Linked DNA regions of Zea mays: region 1 is linked to region 2. A link is a contact called in public Hi-C data. All regions are on one chromosome and are shown on one strand. Each heading gives the region's core, a stretch centred on a gene start, on an enhancer-like site or on the middle of the called end of the contact. The rest is flanking DNA. Distances are from core to core; before and after follow the strand shown.

Evidence for each region. Hi-C and Micro-C count contacts between places; a contact is called where the count stands out from the background.
Region 1: a contact with region 2 is called in a Hi-C map of tassel, with 2.8 times the contacts expected there. The contact joins the promoter of LOC103645542 here to the promoter of LOC100194269 in region 2. A contact is called at or near these places in 2 of 25 Hi-C or Micro-C datasets (ear and tassel).

What each region holds. Positions count from the first base shown.
Region 1 is chr1:268,769,017-268,776,004 of Zm-B73-REFERENCE-NAM-5.0, forward strand. LOC103645542 (inositol hexakisphosphate and diphosphoinositol-pentakisphosphate kinase VIP2) reads left to right here and starts at 4,608. Exons shown (of 30, transcript XM_020546872.2): 1 at 4,608-5,041; 2 at 5,336-5,395. The coding sequence starts at 4,973. It overlaps LOC103643827 (a long non-coding RNA gene), which reads left to right. Exons shown (of 4, transcript XR_002266510.1): 2 at 353-480; 3 at 585-650; 4 at 885-3,049.
Region 2 is chr1:268,423,252-268,429,999 of Zm-B73-REFERENCE-NAM-5.0, forward strand. LOC100194269 reads right to left here and starts at 3,479. Exons shown (of 3, transcript NM_001139308.2): 1 at 2,826-3,479; 2 at 1,734-1,786; 3 at 320-915. The coding sequence starts at 3,399. The coding sequence ends at 670.

The DNA.
Region 1 (6,988 bases), core at 3,358-5,857, 350 kb after region 2:
AATCGGTCATACTTTATGCCTTCAATCAATATGAAAGTGTGGTGTCCATTTTCTGAAGTTTGAAGAAATGCTTATCACTGTACCTACTAGAAATGCTTATCACTGGTTTCAAATAATGGAAGTACCATCAAGCTTTTGACGTTGATAGTTTTTGCCAAATTAATCGTGAATACAAACTTCAGATAATGGAACCATCAAGCTTTTGACGTTGATAGTTTTTGCTAAAAAGAGTCATAGATTTTTATTTACTATTTTAATTGCCTTTTTACTTACCCAGTCTAATACCCAGTCTAATACCATCTACAAGGTACTGAATTAATCGAAGAATTTGTCATCTTTGTCATTTGCTCAGGGAAGACTAGCAAATGTTGGTGATTTAGCAGTCAAAAGAGTAAACCCAGAAGCGGGGATCGTGGAGCTAACAAATCATGTGAACTACTATGTGCAATCACACATACAGGGCAACCACCTCAATGATTGGTTGGTGTTTTCCCCTCTCTGCTTGTTGTTAGCACTGCAATTGATATCTCTAGGAAACTATGTCATTTTTCCTTTGTGGGATTAACCGAGTTCTGCTGGAACAGTATGAAGTAAACCATGCTAAGACATCGATCTGGACAATATTGACGGCATTGACATCGAGAGCAGAGGTGACTTCATTTGCGTAATGTGATGCTCACGACTGGTTTAGGTAGTAGAGTAGTAGCAACGAGCTTCCTTTGGTTGTCGCTCACAAGAGAGTAGAAGAGTAGCAGTACGACAGGTTCAGGTAGCAGAATAGCAGTAGCGTTGCCATAGATCATGCACTTATATGCTGAGATCTGCACAAAAATTCTATGACCAGTTGAATCAGCACATCCATTCCCCTACAATTTCTGTTGTAGAATGGTGGATCAAGGAGACCGACGACGTACTGCTGATTTGGGGCGCAGGACGAAGCAGCAGCTCGACGACCATGGGTTCCACATCTTCTACCTCCGCCCCTTCCTCCTGCGCGTCCGCGTCGGTTACTGCCTGACTGGTACTACCCGTCCTGCCATATCCCGACCTCCTCCAAACCCAAATTCGTCGTCGAGCTGCTGCTTCGTCGGATTATTGCTTCGATTGGTTAGCTAATGTAGTTGCTTCATCGAATTACTTGTTTTGATTCGTTCACTCTGTTGCTTCGTCGAAAGGGTTGCTTTGATTTGTTCGAGTAGGACTTTTGCAGTTAGTTATTCTGTTCGAGCGTTGCATTCCATTGTGCTTGATTTATTCTTCTAGGATTTGGGGTTCTGAGGATTAGCCTTTGGATTATCCCGGGCTGGGATCGTTAGTAATTTTGTTTAGTATGTTAGAAATGTTCTAGCCACCATCATGGACCTTCACAGATTTCTTTTGTTTACTCACTGGAACTTCCCTTAAACATCCAACTGGAGCAAAGCGTCCTGAATATAGAGTATGCTTCAGACAAAATGGGCCAATATCATTCCAGACAAGATATGAAAAATAAATAAATTATTTTTCAGCAGATTAAGTACCAAGAAAAATACATGAATTCAAAAATAAAACCTGCTGGCAAATACGAAATCCCTGAATTAGAGTTGGTGAATCCAATCACCTTCCCTGGTTCAAGTAAATTGCAGTAGCTGGCCACGGGAATAAAATTAAGATGACCTTCTACTCTTTCAAAGGATGAAAGGGATGTGAAATCAAGATGTTCCTCTTCATCACGTAGTGGGTATCCAACTAAATTAGCATCCTTGGTATTCATTTGCTTATCATCATGACCTTGACTATTTTGTGCCTCTTCCTTTTGCCCTGAAAGGGATAAAAACTGATATGGTAGCCCAGCTACCCTGCCTGTTCTGTTAGATAAATACTTGGAGTTATCTTGCCCTTGTGACCCAGAATGTGGCATCATTAAATTACAGGGTTGCTGCCATACTGTACTATTTAACAGTGAAACGTGGATTGAGAACTGTGTGCAGAAAAAATTGAACAATGAATTATTTGCCCTATTAATCTTTTGGGGCATACTTAAAATGATAATACTATGCGAATATATATGATATCTATCTTTTGGTCAATAAATATGCTGCTTAGCATATGTTTTCAAGTGCAGTAGCAGATCCAGAAATCATTAAATTACAGCTTGAATTTCTTTGATATGAAAAAATTCACCTCGAATACAAATGTCCACAGGATACAGGAAGCTCCTTACAATACTACTAACCTCATTTCTGTACATGATCCCCAGACCTCAGTTTTTTTTTCCATCACAACTGTTCTGGGAGATAGGTGCATCCACATCCTGGACTGGCTGGATCCATCCTCCAGGAAATCCTGCTATGTGTTGAAGACCGAATTTTTTGTAAACTACTACTACTACTACCGTTTGGCACTGCAGACCCTTTTGTTATTTGTGGTCACGGATGAAAGTTGAGATCCCTGGAGCAAGGTCTCATGTGGAGATCCCCCTTATTCATCAGTTATTCTGTGAACTCATGCATGGCAGAACGCCATGCTGATTTTGTGACATGAACATAATGGTTACGGACGAAATAAGCACTATGGTATGGTTGACGCAAGAGCTACATTCGCTTTATGTGACTTTGCCTGTTTGTCTGAACTTGCATTGTTGTCGTTGATTTCGGCCTGTTTATCGAGGCAGTCTTGTTACTTTTTGACAGACCCTAATGTTTTTGGTTTGTTTGTTGACAGATTCCAAAAACTAGATTACCGAAACAATATGAGTGGATGAATATGCAGGAGAGTCAGAGCTTCTACTATGGCTTCTGCTAAGGCTGGAGCTTTTACGTACAGGGGAGCCACTACTTATATTGAAGATAGGGGTAAAAATGTATTATGAAATGAGGACTTGTTGCAGGAGCAATAGAAGCTCGAGCCATTCGTGCAGGTGCCTCCAATCTGCAGCAGGCTGTGGAATCAAGGTGAGATAATTTTCAGCTTTATTTGTAATAGTCTTGCTCAGATTCGGTAGTTCATATGCTTCGTTCCTCTATGAGTTGTCTTTATGATAAATATAAAAGAGCAGCCTTTTCATCTATTTGTTCATAAAAGGCACATTGGTTTAACATGGTAGTGTGAAGGTTTTGCTGCTAGCAATTGTTTTTAGTCCTGGTTGTAACTGCATTAGTTTAAGTCTATTGTCAATGATTCCTGTAACTATAAGGGTACGCTTCATGGGCCCGCGTTGTATCCCGTTTTGGAACTTTATCGTTCTTATTATTAAATTCAAAGGTGTATACAATCAAAGAAATGTCTGTGGTCATGGGTTTTAAGTCCCCAGTCTCCTTAGAATCTAAGACAACAGAGATGCATTTGTTTAGTGGATGATATCAAAGCATGGGCATTTGACCACAGAGAAATACACTATAGATATGCATTTACTTTCTTCCCAGCGAGCAGATGTAGAATGAGCATGGCATTGTACCAGAGATGAGTCATTACGAATTTACTGTCTTTTTAAGAGTCAAACAGTTGGGCGCCACTATTTCCAGTTCATAAAATAAAAAGGATGTCATCTTGTCCTGTTCAGTGTATCTGTGAATTCACATCTCCTTCATGCTTCAAATGCTGGTTTTGTAGACAAAGGGAAGAGGTACTATGAGCATATGTAGAATGAGCATGGCATTGTACCAAAGATGAGTCATTACGAATTTACTGTCTTTTTAAGAGTCAAACAGTTGGGCGCCACTATTTCCAGTTCATAAAATAAAAAGGATGTCATCTTGTCCTGTTCAGTGTATCTGTGAATTCGCATCTCCTTCATGCTTCAAATGTCTATCTATTTGTTCGCCTGTTAATTCGAGATGGATTTGAGATTGTGAGTGTATATTCATATGCTATTTTGTGAGGGATGCACACTCTAAACAATACTAACAACCTGGAATTCGATATTACCACCATGATGTCATATTTGGTACCCATCTATAGACTTTGTTTGCATTGGTAGAACAAAGAAGGTAGCGATAATTACATCCGAAAGCCTATTTCTGTGATTGTGTGCCGTCGCAACGCACGGGCACCTAACTAGTGAAAGCATGAAAAATATAGATGAAGTGTTTAACATATAGCCTATGCTAACACTATGATCTCTAGAAGGGTTAATGACGGCGGCGATGCAGGAGGACAGGTTGAAAGCGGCGAGGATGCAAGGGAGGGGAGAGAGAGAGGCTGGTGGTGGCGGGGTCATGGGGAAGAGATGAGAAATGATCTAACTACCGCCATTTTAAAATAGTTAACGTTGTGCAGTTCATTTTTAACTAAAAAGCCTCAATTAAAGAAAAATGGAGAGAGTATTGTTTATTGAAATTGAGGAGCAAGGGAGATGAGATTATCTAACATTTTTTGAACCTTTAATTTTATTAATATGTTAAATTATTGTGTAATTTATTTGGTGGATTTAATGGATGGGTAAGTTTTGTAAAATTTAAAGTGACGAATTATTTAGAGGGTTTTGGTTTCTGTATTTAGTAATCTATTGATGAAAATAAAATAAAATAGATGACAAAAATTAGTCCTTAGAAATTCATTTGATAAAACTGATGCTGTTATCGGGAACGCGTGCTATTTCCTGATCTCAAACTTGATGTTTCGTGGATTCTTCCAACTGCAACCCCGGTCGGCACATACAGCCCCAGCGCCCAGCCCACACTGGAGCCGATAAGAACCGCTCCACATCTGCCGTCGCGCCGCTCGAAGCCGCTCGGCGCCCGCCCATCGCATCGCACTCGCACGAGACGAGACCGCCAATCCCGTACCCTGACCCGAACGCCGCCGCAGCTAAGAGGAGAGGGAGAGTTGTGTGCAACACGCACGCCTCTCGCCGCCTCCCCTTCCCGAACTCCCCCGACCAAACGCCTCTTATCCTCCCGGCATCAAAATCGTGGGAAATCTCGTCGGATTCGCGTGCGCGGGCTGTGGGACAGATCGGGGGCGGAGGAGGCCAGGACAGGGGCGGGCCGCAATGGTGGTGATGGAGGGTAATGGCGGCGCCGGTAGGATCACCATTGGCGTCTGTGTCATGGAGAAGAAGGTCGGGATCTTGACTCTCTGGTTTCTTGAGTTTTTTTTTCTCTCGTTTTCTTCTCCTTGGTGGTTCACGGATTCTCGCGAACACATGGATGCTAGATGCTGTCTTGTCTTCCTGATTATTGATCCATTCGCGTTCTTGCTCTTCCAGCGCGTGCGTCTCGATTTCCAGCGCGTACGTCTCGATTGGCCGGCTCTTGCTCCTGGATTTCTCAAAGAATGCGGGATGCGGGAGCTTCGTTATTGCCTCCGGAACATGTCCTCGTCTGATCAAGTTCTCAATTCTTCTTTTCTTCAGGCGTTCTCTTCTCCAATGGAGCAGATTCTCGAGCGGCTCCGCGCGTTTGGAGAATTCGAGGTGTGCAAGAGTCTTCCTTTTGCCCCGTCCACCTTGCATTTCCCTTTCCTTGTTACATTAATTTGCAAAAAAAGGTGGGAAACCCGCGCGAGATTGAAGTTTGCATGTGGCATGAGTAGATGGGTGGATGTCGTCGAGTTGAACGTGATCTTACGTTCCTTCTGAATTTTTTCTAATGCGAGACACCCGTGAATCTTCCTGGATACCAATTTATTCTGCATCTTTTCGGATACTGTGTGGTCCCTATCAAAATGGTCGCTTTTCTCGGTTGCACCCAGTATTCCTGGATATGGCATATATATCCCTGATTATGTACTTCCTTTTGGAGGATTAAATGGTTGCTAACTTGATTCTTGCCTTCTTGGTATATTTTTTGGAGGACTAGTATGTTCTGTTAACTTGCTTTACTGATAGTTTAAGCACCGCCATGAATTAAATTAGAAGTTTTGCACTTGAGTGGTCGACATTCTCATTCTCATGATATTATATGCCCAACGTTGACTCGTTGTACCGTAAGCTGTGCATGTGGACCAGTATTGTTCATAGGATGTGTAGAGCGTGATAAGATTTTCAACCTTTCGAAAAGGATTACACATTAGATTTGGTCTACTGCATATGCATATACTATTAAGAGCCTGTTTGGTAAAGCTCCACCGCTGAAAAGTGATTCTTGATCTGGTATTCACCGAGCAGCTCTACGGTGGATTTGACATCCACCCTAATCTATCAGAGAATTGTTTGGCTAATGCAGCAGCTCCAGATTTACACAAAAGCAATTTAGTGGGAATTACCTATTTTGTCCTTAAAATAGGCTCCACGTGTCAGTGTCTCATGTGCTTTCTTCCTCCTCCGATCGAAAAGTAGAGAACACGTGTGGCTGGGCGCAACCACGACACGTGGCCATGATGCGCAGGATACAGCCACAACGCGACCATGGCCGGTGAGGCGGACGAATGGGGCGGGTCAATGGGTGGGCGCGAGCGGGGCTAGCGTGGGGCGTGGCCTGGGTAGGAGTGGGCTGGGGCAGGTGCAGCCGATGGGGCCGGGGCACAACCAAAACACGTGGCCAGACGATGCCGGGGGCAGCCACGGCGTGGCCATGGCTGGCGAGGTGGCCGACCAGGGTGGGCCCGGTGTGGGGGCGCGACTGAGGCAGAAGCGGGCTGGGGCGGGCACAAAGGAAGAAGAAAAGGCGATGGAGGAAGAAGTAAAAACGAAACGAACTGGTACACGTGTAATAGGTGTGAAGGTAAATTTTTCCAACTCCGCCAAACTTGAGTTGGTGGAGCACCCCTTGAGGAGCTCCACCAAAATGATGAATCTGGTCTCGAGATCCACAGGTTTGGTCTCGAGATCCACCATTTTGGTGAATTTGGATTTGGTGGTTTTACAACGTTCGAGATTTTTTGTCAAAGTATAGCTGTTTTTGGTGAATTTGGAGCTGGTGGAGCTCTACCGAACAGGTTCTAAATCTCTTAGGTGCTAATTCCTCTGACTTCCAGGGGTGACCACTGGTCACCTGGTGTTCCCCATTCATCAACGACTGTCTTGTATGAAAAATATGCCGACTTCGTTTGATTTTGGTATCCAATC
Region 2 (6,748 bases), core at 2,229-4,728:
TTACAGCCCAGCAAACCTCCAAACTATTTATAGCCGTGCAAGCCTCCAACCAACTGACAGAGACAAATTTCGCATTCTCTGGGCCACTGGGTCGACTGAGGCGGTAAACTAGAACTACGTATACCAGACTTGCATCCCTTCAGCGGTTCAGCCATGGTTATGGAATAGGTTACACACTTGTTAAACTTGGCAAATTGATATCACACAGTTGCACCACAGCTACAGCATGGCTTCATCGCAGCACCTGCAAGGCTGCAACTTCAGGGTGAAAAAGAATTGTAAGGTTTGGATTGCAACTGCAATCACAAGGTTTGGGTTTGGGGGCAAACAGAAAACGTACAATTCCATAGAACGAAAATTACTACATGTTTGATGCCAATTTGTTTGAATGTACACGCCACGGAGGAAACGTGGCACAAGACATCTCCCCGTATATCACACAAAAAATATACAAACATGCAGGCCAGTGGGTCAGAGGATGCCAAATGCAACGATTTGGGAGCAAACGTACAATTTACAATGGTTGCCACCACCAAATGCGTCCATCTCCAGCCTTCTGAAGCCCTAACGTGGTTAAGTATTACTGCATGCTGTTTCAGGTAACAGCATACTTGTGCTTCTTATGCATATCAAAAAACGGTCGGCCAGATATTTTTCATAAATCAGCCACTAAATAGCCCCGCTTAGTTTCCTGAGCTTCAGAGGGAGGAAATCGTTCGAGTCAGCGTTCCTCTTCGTGCCGAAATTGGCAGGAGCGGCACCCAAAGGTGTGACCGACGAAGTTGCAGTATTTCTTCGGAACCTCCCCATGTTCCAGTATGAGAAAGGTTCATCACGTTGGCTGCTAGAGCTAGGATCATGCCTTGCGAGATTTGGTTGTGCTGGTATTGCGCCATGCTGTCTGTCACGCAGATCCTGCAAGGAATGGCAGGCCAGTGTTTAGTGAAGAAATGCTGCCATGTTAACGGTTAGTTCATGGCAGCCAGGTTTCTCTATCAGCTAGTCATTCTCAGCAGTACAATGTGGGTGTTTTCATACCAAAATACCCTTCCACCCAAACAGGCCAGTTATACAAATATACAAGATGTATTATTATGATAAATTTCTATATCCATTTTTATGTAGCTAATCATGAAGCGATCAAGGTGTTTTGTTTGAGAAAACATCTCATCTAGATTGGTATGAGGTGTTCATCATTATATCACATGGGCTTTAGTGGAAGCTCATGTGATTGCAAGGATGAGGTGAATGATCATAGATAACCATTCCAATCCCCATAGCAAACAAAAATGTGAGGAGTGAGAAGATGATGGATGCCCCATTCCTCAAACTAAATACACCATATGTGATTCAGCAAAGAGGAATTGGTAACCAGATCGTGCAACAACAATTAAGTCTCTACAGTCACTGGTGGCTAGCGCTTCTTATAACATATCTAGGAAAACCAATGCCTAGAAAGTACATTAAGATATTTTATTTTATTTGCTTTAAGTTATGGACTGTCAAAATTAGTTGTTTTACTACGGAAAATTATGTTTCGACCAAGATCTTTCTCATATTTTTGTTAAATTGATTAAGCAGGTTCTACAGTATTCAGGCTCCAAATGACATTGGGGATTATTTATTTTGTTGTTATGAGATGTGAAGTACCCCCTAATAACCTGCAATGAATGAAGCATCACCCATAAAAATAAATGTTGTGACGTAATAAGAAATGAAGTTGAAACCCTTACATTAAGGGTTCTTGTGGGAACCATGTCCAAAGCATGGCCAGGATATGCAGCACCTACACAAACAGAAATTTTGTCACCACAAGATTTATTAGATTCAGTGAGATATTAAGACTTCCTGCGTCTGAGCCTCTGAGGTCTCTGATGCTCAACTGGATAACAACAGTGAAAAATGATGTGCAAATTAATTTTGTTGCAGGTTACCATATCTATGTTGTCACTAGACAGTTGCCCGTGCTTTGCTACGGTTGTTATATATCATATAAATAGGTATTGAGATATTTATTTAAATATAATTATCGTTTATTTTTAAACACTAAGTTACATGTGGTCTGGTGGTTAGCCCCAAATTTCTAAAGAAGGGGGCGTGGGTTCGAGTACTCGCTCTGCACTATTTTTTGCGTGGTGTGGTAGCTGCGTGGGCGGGGTCGGGTGCTAGGCAGGAGCAGTAGCTGGCTACGCGGGCGCGAGGGTCCATAGGGCAGTAGCTGAGAGAGCGTTGCGTGGGCGCTGGGCATGGGGCCTATAGGGCACGGCGCCGAGGCGGGACGCGTGGGGTGGGCCCAGAGTATCAGTGTGGAGGGTGAAGTCGTGGTAGCACCAAGCGCCCACATTAGGTTCTTAACAGAGTTGTATAGATGTATCCGTACCTCTCTATTTCTCTATATAAGCATGTATCTAGAGAAAAGTGCAAGAATTCTCAAGAATTATTGGAAAGTAAAGAAATGGATACATGTAGTTCACATAGTATTCCCAGTAGTCACTAACTCCGCTACATTAACTATGAAGATAAAAAGGAAATAGTCGTATTGTGACAAGAAAACATGTCACCATAGCACTGTCAAGGATCCAATTCTTGAAAGTTATTATGCACTTGATCAATTCAGAGGTTGCATGGTGGTGTGGAAACCAGAGCCATTGATTATTTGAAGTAGAAGACTAAAAACAGTACGAATGAAGGAGGTGGCTGAAACTGAAAGTTTGCCAAAACGATATGCAAATTTACTTTAACAGAAGAATTTGCAGTTTTTTAATAGGTTTGAAGTTGCATAGTTGTACGCATCAAGGACAGAACCGAAATCAATTACTAGATACCTGCAACTCTGGACGACAGCCAGCCGTCACAGGGGTCGCCGCCGCCGACCATCTGTCGTGACAGTCCAGGAAACCCACCACTGCCGCTGTGGCTTCCGAGCCCGATCAACGGCCTCAAAGGCATGGCCTCCTCAAAATCCACGACTGACGGCAGCGGCGCTGGGAGACGGAAGAACGGCGACAGCATCGTTTGGTCGCCGCCGACGGCACTACCGCCAGGAGCCACCCCAACGGAAGCGGCGGCGGCGGCGTCCCATGCGCCGGCCGGCGCCCCCAGCAACGGGCGCGGGCTCCAGCGGAAGGGGCCGAACCCGGTGCCGCGCAGCGTGAGCGGCGGCGGCGGAGGCGTCGTGTGGGACTCGTCGGTGGAGATGGCATCCTGATGTGCAGGCGGCGGCGCGCGGATGTGCAGGGGTGGGGGCCGCGGCGGCGGCGGCGGGTTGGGGGAGAGGTGGAGGCGGCGGATCCAGACGGAGGCGAGCGGGTCGGGCGCAGGCGTAAGGCGCTGCTGGTGAGGGGGCAGCGCGGAGCTGCGGCTTCCTACGGAGCTGCGGGACGCGGGGTGCTCCGACATGGCTTCGCGGTGGGGAAAGTGGAGGAGGGGATTAGGTCGGTGGGCGGTGAGGGAGAAGTATACTGGGATTGCTCACTGCTTCTAGCGGCTGCAATGTGTGAACGAAGAAAAGCGAATATTATAATACTTTTTAGGTTTTAAAATAAATACATATCTTGCTTTACGACAAGTCAATTTAAAATATAAAGTGTAATATCGATGTTTATATTTTCAAATAAACATGTTATAAAAATATATTATGTACTCAACCTAGCATATTTATTATATATTATAAAATTAATATGTTTTTGTATATATTTGTTTAAAGTTTAGAGGTTTTATTTTTCGAGATGCAGAGCTAGGGCAGTAGTACTGGTGCTTCGTTATGCACCGCAGTCATAAAAGTTGTAGTAGTGCCTTCGTTTATTTTAGTCTGCGGCTTATAAAAGTCCTTTGTATGGATAGCTAGAGCAAATTTAAGGTGGTGATTGTGCATAAGAATTTGTGTATATATTATAAAAATTAAATTAAAGTTATAGACTTTGAATTTTTTTAGGTGTATTAGCACCATTAAAAAAACTAGCTTCGTCCCTAGAACGGATGACTCCGTTCCAATTTCACATAATGTAAAGATCTTTGTTTCATGTTTGTAAGATAAAATGGCTTTGTTATGTTCCGCAAGCAAAAAAGTTCCATATATTTTTAAAGCGGTGGAATTCGACATATTAGGAGAATATTCTTTTTTTTGGAGTTGTTCTTTTTGAAACTTTCTTTAACCAAACAATATTAAAGGTAGAACAAAGTCGTTCCTATCCACTTCGTTTCTGCCGTTTTCTTGAAAAAAATACAATTAACCCCTAGAGTAAGTATTCTAGATTTTTTACCCTTTTCTCGGCGCCGTAAGTTGCGCGACCGATGTAACACTGCTCACTGCCACAACCTATGGCGGCGAGGTGCTGGCTGCATTGGTGGTGTGGGCCGAGCTGGCGGCTGATGTGGCTAGGAATGACACTGGGTAATGTATTCAATGGACACGCAAAGTGTCGGGGACCATAATTAGGGGTACCCTCAAGGCTCCTAATTCTCAGCTGGTAACCCCCATCAGCACAAAGCTGCAAAGGCATGATGGGTGCGACTAAGTCAAGGATCAGTCTATTCGAGGGACTCGATCACGCCTCGCCCGAGCCCAGCCTCGGGCAAGGGCAGCCGACCCTGGAGGATCTACGTCTCGCCCGAGGCCCCCCTCCAGCGACGAACATACTTCCGGCTCGCCCGAGGCCCAGTCTTCGCCAAGAAGCAACCCTGGCCAAATCGCCACACCAACCGACCAAATCGCAGGGGCATTTTAATGCAAAGGTGACCTGACACCTTTATCCTGACGCACGTCCTCCAGTCGACAGAGCCGAAGTGACCGCAGTCACTTCGCCGCTCCACTGACCGGCCTGACAAAAGGACAGCGCCGCCTGCGCCACTTCGACTGCTATGCCACTCGACAGAGTGAGGCTGACAGGCAGCCAGGCCCGGCCTCAGGCACCATAGGAAACTCCGCTCCGCCCGACCCAGGGCTCGGACTCGGGCTCAGCCCCGGAAGACGGCGAACTCCGCTCCGCCCGACCCAGGGCTCGGACTCGGGCTCAGCCCCGGAAGACGGCGAACTCCGCTCCGCCCGACCCAGGGCTCGGACTCGGGCTCAGCCCCGGAAGACGACGAACTCCGTTCCGCCCGACCCCAGGGCTCGGACTCAGCCCTGGCCTCAGCCGAAGGTCTCCGCCTCGCCCGACCCAGGGGCTCGGACTCGACCTCTGTCGGTGTTTTGGGTCCGACCGCACACCCGGGGTTGCCCCTCAAGGTGTTTTTAGGAGTAGGACGGTGTCAACGACTGTAGCAAAATGGTTCGTGCCGACCGCACGAGGGACAATGGACAAGATTTGCAGGTTCGGGCCGCTTAGAAGTGCGTAACACCCTACGTCCTGGTGAGTATATGAGCGAGGTTACAAGAGGATTCTCTGGATAGAGGGCGCAGAGAGTTTTTGTGGGTGGCTAAGTAGAAAAGGGTCGATCGATCTGAAGGGGTGCCCCCTAGGCCTTATATACTCGGCCGTGGAGCAGTACATGTGATATGATAACAACAAGTAGCTAAAAGATAGTGAACCTCTTGAGTTTATCCCTACGTAACCTTCGCCGACTTATCCTCGCATGGCTCTGTTGCATGGGGGCTTCAGCGCGGGAAAGTCGGGTCTCTGTTGTGATTCATTCGTTCGACGTTGTGGGCCGCCTGTGTTTGCACTGATCAGTCTCACGTCTTCTTTGTTGGTTGTCTTTCCCTAGGCCCACGAAAGAATGACCTTACGAATTATTGGGCCCTTGGGCCTTTCGTGAGGCCTTTTACTTCTTTAGTGGACCCAGGGGATATCTATCCCCCACAAGCCCCCGATCTTTAGGTTGATTTAGAGGTAATCAACTCAAAGATCCAAGGTCCAAAAAATGACTTCCTGCTGTCTTCTCTGGCTCTGATCACTCGTCCGACCAAAGTTTGGTTTTGTGCTTGTGCCTTAGAGGTCAGCATTTTGGATTGTAAGACTCCGGACTTCATTGGGTGCACCGGAGGTGCACCCAATGGGTGTAGCCCCCGACCTTTGAGTAGATTTTAGAAGATAATCTACTCGAAGGTCTTCTCCCAAAGGTTATCTCCATTCGCGCTCCTGCATCTCGGTTGAGGATTAGTCTTTTCAATCTTGCTCTACGCCTTAGAAGTCGGCGCTATACCGGTTTAGAATAATATTCCATGGGGTGCACCGGAGGTGCACCCAATGGGTGTAGCCCCCGACCTTCAAATGGATTTTTAAGGATAATCCATTCGAAGGTCTTCCTTTCACTTGTGGAAACTGGCATGAGGCTATTTTGCATTATGCTTTGGAGGTCAGCATTATGTCATCAATATTTTGCTGCCAAGGTCAGCGTATATTTTGTCTTTAGCAGCCGAGTTTGCAATCCATCCATATCTTGCTAGGTAGTGCAATTTATTTGCTTCTGCGATTGATTGGACGTTTGACGGACGTTCTCTGTCTAGTCTTCACGTCGCTTCTGTCGGCCATATCTTGTACTTTGCTGGTTATATTTGGCTTTCCTCTGATCTTTACTGATATCTCATTTTTGTCTTGAGGTATTCACTGCATGCCCTGCACGAATGTGACCGTTTGAAAAATATACTGATAATTCCTGGGCGTCCCCCCCCCAATGGGTGTGGGCAAGGGACGGCTTGGTACGCTGAGTGTTTTAGCCGGTTGCCTCTGAGTAGTAATGCGATGGGACGGCTAGTGTAATCATATCCTTTGCGCTATTGACTGGAGTCCCAATGGGTGTAGTGTTG